Linked DNA regions of Sus scrofa: region 2 is linked to region 1. Evidence: chromatin contacts called from public Hi-C data. All regions are on one chromosome and are shown on one strand. Each heading gives the region's core, a stretch centred on a gene start, on an enhancer-like site or on the middle of the called end of the contact. The rest is flanking DNA. Distances are from core to core; before and after follow the strand shown.

What was found. Hi-C and Micro-C count contacts between places; a contact is called where the count stands out from the background.
Region 2: a Hi-C map of skeletal muscle shows a contact between it and region 1, with 4 times the contacts expected there. The contact joins the promoter of RHBDL3 here to the enhancer-like site in region 1. A contact is called at or near these places in 1 of 5 promoter capture datasets (liver), 25 of 47 Hi-C or Micro-C datasets (adipocytes, adipose tissue, alveolar macrophages and 14 more) and 1 of 2 datasets of contacts at active chromatin or transcription factors (skeletal muscle).

The regions. Positions count from the first base shown.
Region 1 is chr12:42,628,124-42,634,713 of Sscrofa11.1, reverse strand. RHBDL3 (rhomboid-related protein 3) reads left to right here. Exons shown (of 8, transcript XM_021067455.1): 7 at 1,267-1,327; 8 at 3,737-6,590. The coding sequence ends at 4,008. Among named protein-coding and RNA genes, the nearest start is that of C12H17orf75, 19 kb to the right of the region's middle. Within about 2 kb of position 2,538, at least 20 of the 83 cell types and tissues checked have an H3K27ac peak or open chromatin away from gene starts, as enhancers often do. A contact at or near this core is called in adipose tissue, alveolar macrophages, mesenteric adipose tissue and 3 more, where this site is marked.
Region 2 is chr12:42,672,440-42,679,029 of Sscrofa11.1, reverse strand. RHBDL3 (rhomboid-related protein 3) reads left to right here and starts at 2,718. Exons shown (of 8, transcript XM_021067455.1): 1 at 2,718-2,941. The coding sequence starts at 2,831. It overlaps LOC106507967 (a long non-coding RNA gene), which reads right to left and starts at 2,315. Exons shown (of 2, transcript XR_002337259.1): 1 at 1,354-2,315.

The DNA of each region.
Region 1 (6,590 bases), core at 1,289-3,788:
GTTCCAGGGGGTTTCTGTGTCTGGGTAAATGGAATCGTGCTTTGAAAGCACTGCAGGAGCGCCCCTCAAAGGAACCCCGCGGCGAAGTCTTTTGTAAAGTGAACGGTCCTTTTGTAAGGTGCATAATTGTACTCTGATGATCTGCGGTGGAGGCTCAGAGTGTTCAGAGATTCTCAGGGGAAAAGAGGGGTCTGTCTGAAGGCCATCTGGCCCACCCCCTTTCCAGTGCCCATTCTCTCAAGCATCCCCTCTGAGGGATGCGAAGCCCCTGTTTGAACCCTTCAATGATGGGAAACTCACCGTCCCTCCACATGGATCATTCTGCCTTTGGACAGCTCTGCTTATTAGAAATGGATGCTTAGGGGAGTTCCCTGGTGGTCGGGTGGTTAGGACTCAGCACTTTCACCACTGTGGCCCGGGTTCAATCCTGCCCTGGAAACTGAGACCCCACATCAAGCTGCTGCACATTGCAGCCAAAAAAAAAAAAACAAATGGAAGATTATCTGTTTTTTTTGTTTTTTGATGTTTCAGGTCACACCACAGCATACGGAAGTTCCCAGATAAGGGTTGAGTCGGAGCTGTAGCTGGCAGCCTGCACCACAGCCACGGCTACGTGGGATCTGAGCTCCATCTGCAACCTACACCACAGCTCATGGCGACACTGCATCCTTAACCCACGGAGCAAGGCCAGGGATTGAACCCTTATCCTCATGGATACTAGTCAAATTCTCAATCCTCTGAGCCACAGTGGGAACTCCTGGAAGCTTACCTCAAGCTTAAAAAAAAAACTCTCTCCGAGATGCTCATCCATTGAGACTTCCGCTTACATGTTACACTGAGTGTGCCCTTTCCTTGCACTGACTCATTTGATACTTGGCAGTGAACTTGACCCCTGAGCCTTCTCTTCGTTTGTTCCTCAGATGCAGGGTTTTGAGTTCTTTTATCATCCTGATAGTTCTGCTTGGACTTGGCTGGCTTTGCTCTCCTGCATCCCTTTACAGCCATGGGACTGTCAGGTGTCTGTGTGCGCCAAGAAGAGGGACTCTCATCTCCCGGGATCTAGCGTCTTTTCCTCTTGAATGTAGTTCAAGAGCTTTTATGACAGTAGTAAACTTGCCATTGCCTCAAATCTCAAAGCCATGCTGCTGTGATCTGGGACTAAGCCATGACCGCCTCATTCAGGATTTCATGGAGGTGGTTTTTTTCATACATCTGCAGAGGAGTGGTCTGATCAGAAACTAATGGAACTCTCTCCTTTTTCCCTAGAACTGGTCAGGCATGAAGTGTCAATTCAAGCTGCTGCGGATGGCTGTGGCCTTGATCTGTAGTAAGTGCGGGCGGGGCGGGTTGGGGAAAGGGAGCTGGGTGTCAGGCCTGGGAGATGTAGAGATGGCACAGTCCCTACCCTTCAAGGGGCTTGTGGTCCAGAAGAAATGGGTGAGATAGCCACGATGTGCAAGAAAGTGGGGATGTTATGAGAGAGTCTGGCCTACAGTGCTGCTTCCTGACCGTTCTTCAACCATTCACTGACATAATACTGCAAACAGAAAGGTGCACATAAGCCTAAATGTCCAACTCAATGGTCAAAGCAAGAAAAATAACCTTTTTTGGGAGTTCCCATTGTGGCGCAGTAGAAACGAATCCTAGCAGTGTCCACGAGGATGCGGATTTGATCATGTGGATGGAACTGCAAAGAGAGGAGTTGGGCTTTCTCCTGAATGCACTGGGAGGCCGCTGGAGGGCTTTACACTAGGGAGATGCTGACAGTTTTGATGGTGTTTGAGTGACTAGTCAGGCTACAGTATGGAGAGGGAGTTGAGTGTGAGCGATAAAAGCCAAGAGGCTCATTCTGAGATGGAAAGAGATGAGTCTGAATAGAAGAGAGAAGAGGGGACACACAGACTCCTGTGCAGGCCCCACAACAGGGCTATGAAGAGCAGATGATTGTCAGGCTTAATATACAGGCTCAGAGGGTGACGTTCCTTGCCTGGGATCCGCCCCCTAGTGGTGGTAGAGCCAGAATTCGGGGCCAGCCAGGGCCCAGGGCCGGGCAGGAGCTCCTGGACTCTCCCTGCCTGGGTCAGCCCCCTGCGACGTGAGGAAGAGGAAGACTGAGCCAGAACAAAAGAGAGAGGGAGGAGGGGCCTGGGTGGGCTCCACTTAAGTCCACTTTCCCATCCCTTATACCCCCTGGCTTTCAGGGCCCTGTGGCCTACTTCCTGGATGGGGTTGGAGCATCTCTAATCCCAGAGAGGACCTACTAGCCCTAAAACTCACAGAATCTTTGAGCCTGGGTAGTGGGGGGCCATGGAGGAGAGGGGCTGGGAGCAGAGGGAGAATGTATCTTCCTTGTCTGCTCAGACTGAGTTTGTTTGCAAGGAAGGGAACCGAATCACGAGTCTTGCTGTTTGAAAGAATCCAGCTCCAAGCTTCATAAGAACTAAAATGCTGTTTTGGAACAGGGACCACTGCCTTTCAAATCTCCCTTGTGGACCCCAGGGCCTGGAGAGGCGGCGTATGGTGTGTGTCCCTGGCCGCTCCTTTTCCGCCATCTATTGGCCATCCCTGGAGTTGCAGGGCCCTGGCCAGAGGCTGGGCAATTCCCTGGGGAAAGACCATCTTTGGCCTCTCAGGAGGGGTTAGGGTGGGGAGAGGCACTCTGGTTAATTCACTGCGTAAGTACAAAATTGCCCTCCAAGACTTTCAGTATGTCAGATGGGGATATGAATACCAGCCCTTGGTGTTCTTTGGGTGGTCGGTAGAGAAGTGGCGCTTATTTCCCAGCACCTGTCCAGAGAGTATTTCCCCATTGGATTGGACCACCCGGGAGGGTCATGCAAGCAGGGTGGATGGGGGCATTTTAGAATCTGTTAAGATTCAATTCCAGAACTCTGTTGAGGTTTATTTCCATTCCTTCTTTGCCCTTCTCGCCCTTCCTCCCAACCACACAAACACTGGTTCTGAAGGTTCTCTAAGGGTTTGGAGCTAGTACATGAAGACACTTCACAAACTGTTAAGTGCTAGCCCCTATTGAGGTTGTGAGTGATGTTCCAGCAGTGCAGGCAGGTGCATAGAGGCCATGAATTTATTCAGATGGGGATGCTGAGCCTCCAGGACGCAGGACTACAGGGGTGCAAGGCCCTTTGGGCTTCTGCATGGAGCTGTCCCCTCCGCCTGGACCGTTCTTCTTATGGCCTTCTCTTGATAGTCAAATGTTACTCCTCTCCGAAGATCTGGCCTGATTCCCCCAACTAAAGAATCCCGCTCCTGGAGTTCCCTCGTGGTTCGGCAGGTTAAATATACAGTATTGTCACTGCAGTGGCTCAGGTCGCTGCTGTTTCGCAGGTTCAGTCCCTGGCCCAGGAACTTCCACATGCCACAGCTGCAGCCAAAAAAAAAAAAAAAAAAAAAAAAAAAGAATCCCCTCCTTAAACTTGGCATTGATTTTTAATCACCTATTTTTTTCCCCATAGAAGTTCTTTTACTAAAATTACGTTATGTATGTCGTTGCACGCTGGTCGACCTCCATACCCCGTAAGCTCTGGGAGAACGGAGGTTTGTCTGTGGTCATCACAAGAGCAGATGGGCAGGGAGCAGATGGGGCTTGGCCCGCTGGGCAGTGAATGAATCTGTGGGTGGATGGCCGGGTGGGTGGCTGTCCTGCTGAAATGCAAGGCCCCCCTCTCGGCCCTGCCCTGCAGCCCTCCCGAGACTTCTCTGTGCTTCCCCTTGGCAGTGAGCATGGAGTTTGGGCGGGCCGTGTGGCTGCGCTTCCACCCATCAGCCTACCCCCCCTGCCCTCACCCGAGCTTCGTGGCACACCTGGGCGGCGTGGCCGTGGGCATCACCCTGGGCGTGGTGGTCCTGAGGAACTATGAGCAGAGGCTGCAGGACCAGTCGCTGTGGTGGATTTTCGTGGCCATGTACACCGTCTTTGTGCTGTTCGCTGTCTTCTGGAACATCTTTGCCTACACCCTGCTGGACCTAAAGCTGCCACCACCCCCCTAAGACCCTGAAGGACTCTGGTCAGGGCAGAGAGGGAGCAGCAGCATCGGCGAGGAGCAGCTGTGTTCTTTTCTCATCACCAGCTCAGTGAGGCCGCGGAGGAGGAGACGAGAGACGCTGGGCCGCTGTGATATTTGTGTTCAGGTTTGAGCAGAGACAGTGGAGGCATTTTCCTGAAAGGCACCTGTCGGGGGAGGTGGATGTGGCTTCCTTAGTCTTTCTAGACTATTCCGAAGATGTCAGACCAGGACAAAGGCCTGGGGTGAGGTGAGAGTGGCTGGGCGTGTCCTATGTGTTCAGGGGGCCCCCCTTGTCACCAGTTGGGCAGCACCCTCTGCCCTCATCTGCCGCCGTGAGAAACCTGAGTGTAGGAGCCAGGCAGGCCCTTGTCCAGCCCTGAGATCCCTGCGGGCCAGGAAACATCCCCTGTGGAGCTCTGGAGGGGAAGGGGGTCTGGTGATGGAAGATGTGACTTGGGCCTAGGCGGTCCAGGGGGCCCTCCCACGCAGGTTGGTGGGCATGGGGATGTGGCCTTTTTTGCCTGGGGTGGGCAGAGGAGGGAGATTCTGGGGCTGCTCAGAGAGCGGAGGGAATGAGCTTCATCCCGCGTTGCACCCTGGGGAAGGGCATCAACTTTGGACTTCTCCCCGAGGCTGACATCTCCCACCAGTGCGCCAGCATCCGTGCCCTCATGAGCTGGGTCTTTTCCTTCCCTTCCACTGCCCTGACCCCACCACGTGCCTCGCCTGTGCTCACAGAGACGGTGCTCTGACGCGCGCATGCTTGTGTGTGGTTTGGCGGGTGATTGCATGTGTGATGGGAGAGGCTGCGGAGGAAGCCGCGACGGGCAGTGGGGGTGGGGGAGTCTGCGTGGGAGGGAGGAGGGTGCTGAGAGGGGGAGGGTGTGCTTCCTGCGGATCCTTGCTGTTAGCGAAGCTTGCCCCCTTCTTTCCCATCCCCGTCGTCCCTCCCGGTGCCTCCCTAGAATCACCAACCTGGGGGAGACCTGGAGGTGGAGGGGGACCTCGGGCCCTTCCAGGAGCTTCAGGATGCTGAGGTTTTCTTTGCCTTTACCACGTTCTGCTCTGATTCCCATCTAGAATAGCCTTCCTATCAGAAAAGGTTCTGTTCTGTCTCCCTTAGGAGGAAGGAGCCTTGAGGGTGCAGGAGAGGCAGGGGCAGGAATGTTGAGGCCAGAGCTCTTTTTGAGTTGGGGCACAGGAGGCTGCAGTAAAAGGATCCCCATTCAGACGGGAAACTGCTTCTGGAGAAGAATTGCTGGGTGCTTGGGTGAGTGTTAGCGGTGAGGGCGGCCCAGGGACTCAGATGCTCAGAGCAGGAGGGAGATGGAGATGGTCAAATCCATCCCCACCCGTCACCCAAGTGGCAAAATGAGGCTGAGGGGTGACCCCCTGCAGGAGCTGGTGCAGACCCCAACCGGAGGGTTGGGGGCGACCTTTGATAAACCATCCCATTCCCTTTATACGGCTCCAGGATCTCCTAACCACAGACAGCCCAGGAGGCTGAGTTTGCGCAGGAACAGGGCAGCTGCATGCCCTTACATGAAGCAAGGTCCAGGGTCAGCCAGGCCAGGCATTCGGGGGTCTTAGGCCACTGTGGCTTCCTGTCCCCAGTGATCACCTGTGATGGGCAGTGTCTTCCTACCCCAGCTCAGCCTCAGGCTATGCCAACCCCTTCATGGCTTTGCCCAGCAATGAATAGATTGTCCTGGGCCCCACATAAGGCTCCGAGGTCACGCTGCACTTGAGCCCATGTTGTGCTGAGCGCTGCCCGCCCCCGGGACTGGGCCGAGGTCTTTGGCTGAGCTGCCCCAGTCTGTGCCCTGCCAGCCACCCTCTGCCTGCTGAGAGACAGGGGCAGCTGGAAGAGTTAGCTTCTTAGGAGACTCTGAACGATAACGGGGGCCCAAAAGACTTGGGTGAGGATGGAGAAGGGGGTCTCGCCATGGACTGCCACCTCTGCTAACCCTGAGTGGTGCTGTCCCTTCCCGGTGGGACAGAGGTGGCAGGTGCCCTGCTGAGAGGCAGGGCTTTCCCTCTAGATCCCTCTCCTGGCCTGAGAGTTCTGGATGTGGGTGGAGGGAGCAGAGACCCACCTCTGCTTTCGCCCGGGCAGCCTTCCTCTCTCAGGGGCGAGAAGACTGGGAACCAGAAGATTCTAGAAAGCCCTTGGAGAAGCACCCAGTTCCCTCAGGGCTTCAGCTGGAAGCCTGTGACCGGGAAGGACTTCCTGAGGCCGAGGTCCCGTCTCCCATCCTATGAAGTCTGCCTTGTGAGGTCTGGGACACGCTGAGGGAGCCTCCTCTACATCTCAGGCCACCAGCCCCTGCTGCTCCCTGTCCAAGAGCAGCCCCCAAGTTCCTTGTTGCGCTTGACGCCCCTCCACCTCTCCCGGCCATCGCTTCCAAGCAGGACTGCGCAGTGGTGACAGTAGTCACTTCCCATGACGCAGGTGTCCCACACAGGACTGGGAGCCAGCTGTCTGGTAAGAAAGGTTTACTTTTGGGGGTCTGGCTTTGTCCCCAGCAGGTCTCTTTGCTCCCACGTTCCCAGCATCCTGCCAGC
Region 2 (6,590 bases), core at 1,469-3,968, 44 kb before region 1:
CTTGATGGCACTTCTCCCTGTGCTCAGACCAGCCTCTTTCCTGTCTTTCTTCTGGCCTACAGCTGGAGGGATCTTTTTACTTTTTTTCTTTTTTTAGGACCTCACCTGCAGCATATGGAAGTTCCCAGGCCAGGGGTCAAATTGGAGCTAGAGCTGTCGGCCTAGGCCACAGCCACGGCCACACCAGATCCGAGCCACACCTGTGAGCTACACTGAAAACTTGTGACAACACTGGCTCCTTAACCCACTGAGCAAGGCCAGGGATCAAACCCGAAACGTCATGGTTCCTAGTCGGATTCATTTCCATGGAGCCTGCGAACTCTGGAAGGATCTTTTTAAATTTCATGTTCTTGCTCACAGTCCTTGAATAGCTCACCATTGCCCTCAGGGTAAAATCTAAGCCCCTTTCTCCAGACACTCATGGCCCTTCCAACCCCTCTGCCAGGCTGGGTTCTTTACACTGGGCACCTTACTCCAATTTCCAGCCATGGCAGACGGCTCACAGTTCCCTCCCAAGCCATACTGCTTCCCAAGCCCAACTTCTACCCATGCTGTTCCCTCTGCCTGGAATGCCTCCCCGCCAGCTTTCCTACTTTGCCTGGTTCTGGGGCATATCCTTTAGGAAGGCTTCTTGGACCCCAGGAACCCCCTCCTTTCGGTTTCTGTACCCCCTAGACTTCCCTGGCTGTTATCCCCAATTAAGCAGTTTCTAGAGGTCAGGGTCTGTCTTCTCAAAGCTGTGTAACTGCACTTAGTAGGAGCTCAAGAAATGTTCAGTGAACCGAACTGAGCCTGCTGGGGTCCCTTCCACTGGAGGGGATGACAGAGTTGGGTAGGTTGATAAAAGCTGTCCCTGGGCTGGAGAAAGGCAGAATCCAGTGGGCAGCTGGGGGGCTTCCCACTGGATTCTGCACTGCCCACTGCGCATCCCACGGGGGGGCCAAGCCCTCTTTGAACTCTTCTCTTTCCCCCCCTGCCCTGGAACCTCCCACTTCTTGGCCCATCTTTCCAGCCCCAAAGATCTAAGTGTAACACAGCCGGTACCCGTGCAGATCCTGTAAACGTTATCAGCGGCTTGGGGGAGGCAGGGACACTGACCTCAGAGCTCCCAGCCACCCCCTTGTCCTTCTGGGCTTCTTTCCACAAAGGATTCAGTCAGCCTCTCTTCTGTCCCCTGAAGGCTGTTTTCAAAATCACACCATGGGCAGACAGTTTTATTTACAAGGAAATCTTGGCAGGATCTTGACTTGTTAGTAGAGTAGGGATGGGGGGAGGGTGGTGAGAAACAAAAATAGTTGGAACGATCACACTTTCTGAAACCGAGATGAAAATTGGTGTCTGTAGCAAACTCACCTAATTAGAATGGAGTTAATTTCCTTCTCTGTGGGGAAGCAGGAGAGTCGGGTGGGGAGCAGTCCTTGTCGGTGGAGATTGGTCACAGGTTGGATCCTGGGGCCGGGTTATGTGTTTGCCTTATGGAAATGAGAGCATTAATTGCAACTTTCACTATTGAAAAAGCACATCATTTCTGAGAGGGAGAGAGGAGCAAAGGCCAGTGGGTGAGTGGGTGGAGGTAAGAGGAGTAGAAGCAGCCTTGGTGTGGGCTGGGGACGGACTGTGGGACATCACCAGAGATGAATCCCTGAGCTCCCCAAGGAAGCCGGGCACCTGTCCCAGCCTGCCACTGGCACCGTTCAAAGGCAGAGTCTCTGCTTAAGGGAAGCAATCTCTCCTGGGAGGTCTTCCCTGCAAGGAAAGAGTACCATTTTTTTTTTTTCTTTCTTTAAAAGATCCCCTCTTCCTCTGCTCTAACTTGATTCCCACTTGCTGTAGTTTCTTGACCTCCCCTCTCCCATTTGGGACACTTCTCTGGTCTTAACTTTCTCACCCCGGTCCAATGCAGCCAGAGCACATAACTCTTGGGTGTAGGGAGGAAAGATTGAAGGTTTGGGGTCTGGACTCCCCTATCTGACTTCTCCCATCCCGAAAATACTGCGTCGGCCTGGACCGCCCAGGGTCTGAGACCGAAGTGAAAGGAGACGCAAGGATGGTCGAGGGATCCTGTCCTCCCAGCATCCCGCCCCCAGTGCACTCCCGGTTAACCCCGACGTTGCCAACTTAATGAAAACCTCATCCCTGCCTCCTTCACGCGTCTGCGGCCTCCGAGTCATCATTAAGCCGGTGGGTCTCGGCAAGTGGACACTGCACCCTCGGCGGCGTGCGGAGAGACAGACCCGGACCTGGGGTGGAGGCAGGTGTGATGGGGCGGGGGACCGCGCAGCCCCATCCCCGCCCCGGGCGGTGCAGCCACTTCCCCGCCAAGCCCGCCGCAGCTCGCCTCCTCCCCGGGCCGCGGCGCTCTGACCGGTTTGGCCCGGGTGGTGGCGCCCGGGGGTGGGGGGTGGGGGGTGGGGGGCGGCGGTCCCAGGGAGCAGCCCCGCCCCCGCCCGCGCGCCGCTCCCGAGGAGTCCGCGGGGAGGAGGAGACTCCGGCGCAGAGTGGGGGCCGCAGGAAGCGGGCAGGGAGCGCGGGGAGCTGCGGGGCCCGCCCGGCCCAAGGGCGCCCTCGCCTCGGAGCCGGGCGAAGGGGCCGGGACGGAGGCCGAGGCCCGCGGGGCCGCGGGGCCGGGGGCGCCGAGAAGTTTGCGGCGGAGGGCCGGGCATCCCGGGGTCGCGAGGCGGCGGCGCGGGGGCCGGGGCCATGGGGGCGGGCGCGGAGGCGGCCCGGCGCTCGCAGAGTCCTCGGAGCGGCGCTGCGACCGCGGCGCAAAGTTAGCCCGGCGCCCCGGGACGAGCCCCGCAGCCGCGGCCGGCCCCGGAGCCGCCTCGGCATGGGCGAGCACCCCAGCCCGGGCCCCGCAGTGGCCGCCTGCGCTGAGGCGGAGCGCATCGAGGAGCTGGAACCCGAGGCCGAGGAGCGGCCGCCGGCGGCGCCGGAGGACGTGAGTACCCCCTCCCCAGCCCGGGCAAACTTTCTGGGGGGCGCTAAGGGGAGAGCTGCCCTCCGTTCGCCCCCCGCGGGGCAATTGGGAGGTTTCAAGGTGACGCGGGAGCGCCCCGGATTGGCCGGGTCCCCGCGGGCGGAAAGGGGCGGAGGGACTGGTCTCCCCGAAACGCGCGCGCGCCACCCCCCGCTCGGGCTCCCGGGGCTTCCCTGCGGAACGCAGCGCCCGCCACTGCGCAGGGGACTCGTCGGCCGCCGGAGCCCCCTCCCCGCGGCTGGTGCAGTGCCCGGGACACGGCGTTTTCCCGCAGAGGCGGCCGCGTCACAGCAGTGACTCCCCTCCTCTCCCACTCGCGACCTGCGGGCTCTCGGAGCCTGGGGAAGAAGCGGGCGCCCCAGAGTCCCCGGAACCCTGCAGCCCAGACCGGTCTGGCGACCCCCACCTCAGCTCCCAGATTAGCCCGCAGCCGGCACCTGCCTTGTCGCGACGCTGATTGAAATTCAAGCTGACCCCGGTCCCTGAGCCCGGCCGGCCGGCGGAGGGAGAGGAGTGTTGGGAGCGCTTTTGCTCCCAGAGGGGGTCTCAGGAGTCCAAGACCGCGTCCGTGCCAGCGACAGTCCCCCGGGCGAGGATCGGGAGGGGCCGCCCCAGGGGGCTTCCCTGCCATCTGCTGCTTGAGTCTCCCTCCCTCTGGTCCTGCGAGCCCTCGGCAGAGCCGGCACTGGGGAGTCCTGGGAACTGGAGTTTCTTAAGCTTCTCCCTCGCGAGGTTAACCTGCTAACAGAGCAGAAAAACTGAGCAGACGCTCTGCCCTGCCCCTTCCCTCTCAGGGTGGGGACACGCAAGTGAAGCCAGGCCCCCAACCTACCAGACCTTAGCCCGAAAATCTGAATGGGGTTGTATCCCCTTCGCCTCTTGTGCTTAAACCCCTCACTGGCGTCTGGCCCCAATGGCCTGGCAGAATCTCATGGACTCATCACTTAGACTCAGCCTTGAAAGAGACTGGGTGGGTTTCAGTGCATGTCGGAGCCCCCATCTCCCAAAGTACAGGCAAAATGTTAGCGCCTATGAAGGGGTGGGTTTTCCTGAGAAATCTCTGGCCCCTAGCAGGGGGGGGATGGCAACAGCAGGTCTGATGGAATTGCACCGGGGCGTGCATTCCTGGGCCTGGGAGTAGACACGGAGATAAGCTTCAGGCAGCAGAAGTTATTAGAAGCCCTTGGACAGAGTCGGATGCTTTTACTTAGTAATTGTTGAGAATCACCCTTGCTCTGCTCATCCCTCCTCTTGCCTGTCCCAGAATGAGGGACACTCTCCCTCTCCCCACCCCCTTTGCTATGTGTAGACTCACTTGGGAAGCTATTACCAGATTTTCCCTGGTCTCTTGGTGGACCCTGAGCCTGGGCAGCAGCTGGGAGGCTAGGTCAGAAACAGCAGGGGGCTACAGAAGCCTTGCTGATAAGTGTGTTTCTTTCTTTCTCTCTCCTCTTCCTCCTCTCCTGCATGGCCTCCCTCTCTACCAGCACTGGAAAGTCCTGTTTGATCAGGTATGTGAGCGTTAAATCCCCCCCCCCTTCCTTCCAGCCCTCCCGCAGTCAGTCTCTCCGCTTGCGTGGGCTTCCCCAGCTCTGCGCTCCGGAGCCGGTGACGCAGCGTAGGGGCGTGGCTTAGCGCATCCCTGGGCCCGAGCGGGACCGCTCTCCACTGCCCTCCAGGTTGCAGGAGGACGTGGCGGGCTCTTCTGAGAGATGCTTGCCTCCTTCTTCCTCCCAACTCCTCTTCACCAGAGCCGGCTTTATACCATGGAGTCCGTGTTGAAAGCCTGGGACATTCTCTTTATGCTCGGGAATTTCCGTAGGGGCTGGGGGGGTGGGGGAAGGGCTTAGGGTAACGTCCCCTCTCCTTGTCCACCTCCTCGGTCAGAGATCCATGGTCACCCCTGAAGTCCACACCTCCGCCCTCTTTGGAGGGTGACTTGCAATATGGGCACTTGTGAAAGCTGACTTTAATTTGGCTGCCGGGATGGGGGAGTTGTAGATGGAAAATCGTATGTGATGGTTTGCAGAGCCTGGAACCTAGGTGTAGGGCGCGGAGTTGGAAGTGCCACGTGTTGGCTTCGGAAGCCAGAGACGGACATTTGACCTTCAGCAGGAAAGGGTTCTCTTCCTTGCTTGGTACTCCTGTTGCGTGCTGTTGCGTGTTTCCTTCTCCCTCCCTGTTGGACCGAGCAGAAGGAGGTGCCGGAGAGACAGAAGGAGCTGTCCTGGTGTGGGGGAATAGTGAGCGCTACAGTCCTGGGGTGCCAACTCGTAGGCCGTGAAGTGTGTGCCACTCTAAGAGACAAGTCTGGTTGGGCCAGAGGAAATGTGTTGGGCTGGAGAGGGAGATAAAGCTGAAAAAGTAGCATGGACCAGACCTTACCCCTTAGAGGCAGGGGGAGCCTTTGAAAAAATTTTTAGCAAGATCCAGGCAGTGCTTTGGGAAGATTCTGAGAGTGGGATAAAGGTGAGATGGGTTGCGGGGATGAAAGAAATGGGCCAGGAGCCTGCAGCAGTGAATGGAGCCAAGCACCTGGACTTGGAAGATGACAGTGGGAGGGGGAAGAAGAGGGACATGCTGACGAGAGAGTTGGAAGAACTTATTGGACCCGAATAGCTGAGATGACCCACGTGTATAACTGGAGACTGAACTGATGAGGAGACGGAAAAGTCAGGGTGGAGGCAAGGGGTTTTGCACAACTGACAGTTTTACTTTCATACCTATTCAGTTTGCAGAACCAGCTAAATGCAGATGGCCGAATTTGGGTGGAAAACATGGAATTTGGCTTGAAAGACACGGTGGGCTGGGGGGGGGTGGAGGGGTGTCAGCCACCTTGGGGAGCATCCTGTGGCTCCTGTCCCTCTGCCTAGCGCATCTCTCTTGGCTCCCGAATGCCACCCACTCTCCCTCAGGCTCCTAAGAGTGCAGCAGCCGCTGGCCTGATGCCCTGAGGCAGGAGGGAGCCGCCTGCTCCCACTGATACCACGACCAGCAAGCTGCCAGCCCTTCGCACCTCCAGCCAGATTTAGAATCGAAACCTAGAACAAAGTGTATCATTCTTTTTCCCCTCTGTCTGTGTCTTTCTCATTTGATTAGCTTCCTTTGCCAGTCCCTGCATGTGTGTTTACATTTCAAACCAAACTATTTGGGTGAAGGGAGGAAGAATTTGGAACTCAAGGGAGCAGAGTGTATGCATAGCACCTAATATCAGTAAGTGGTCTATGAAATCTAATTTTTCCCACTGGAGGGAGATCCCGGGTGTCACAAAGAGCATCCCCCTGCTTCTGGGAAGGCTCACCCAGAAACCATTCTGGACAGACAAAATTAATTCTAGGAAAGAAACTCCTAAAACTTACTCTGCACCGTTTTTCTCTCCTGATGTGTTCTGCTTATGGCTACCCCATCCCGCCCATGGCTGTAGAGACTCGTTGCTGTTGTCTTCCTTCCTACTGGTGCTTTGTGTTTAAGGAGAACTGCTCGGGAGCAGGGCCCGACCTCTGGCAAATATCCAGGCCCTCTGCGTCTGTTCTGCCTGCTTTGTGCGGCCACCCCGGCCCATTCCCCGGACAGGGCTGGACGAAGAGCAGGTGCGGAGCTTCACAAATAG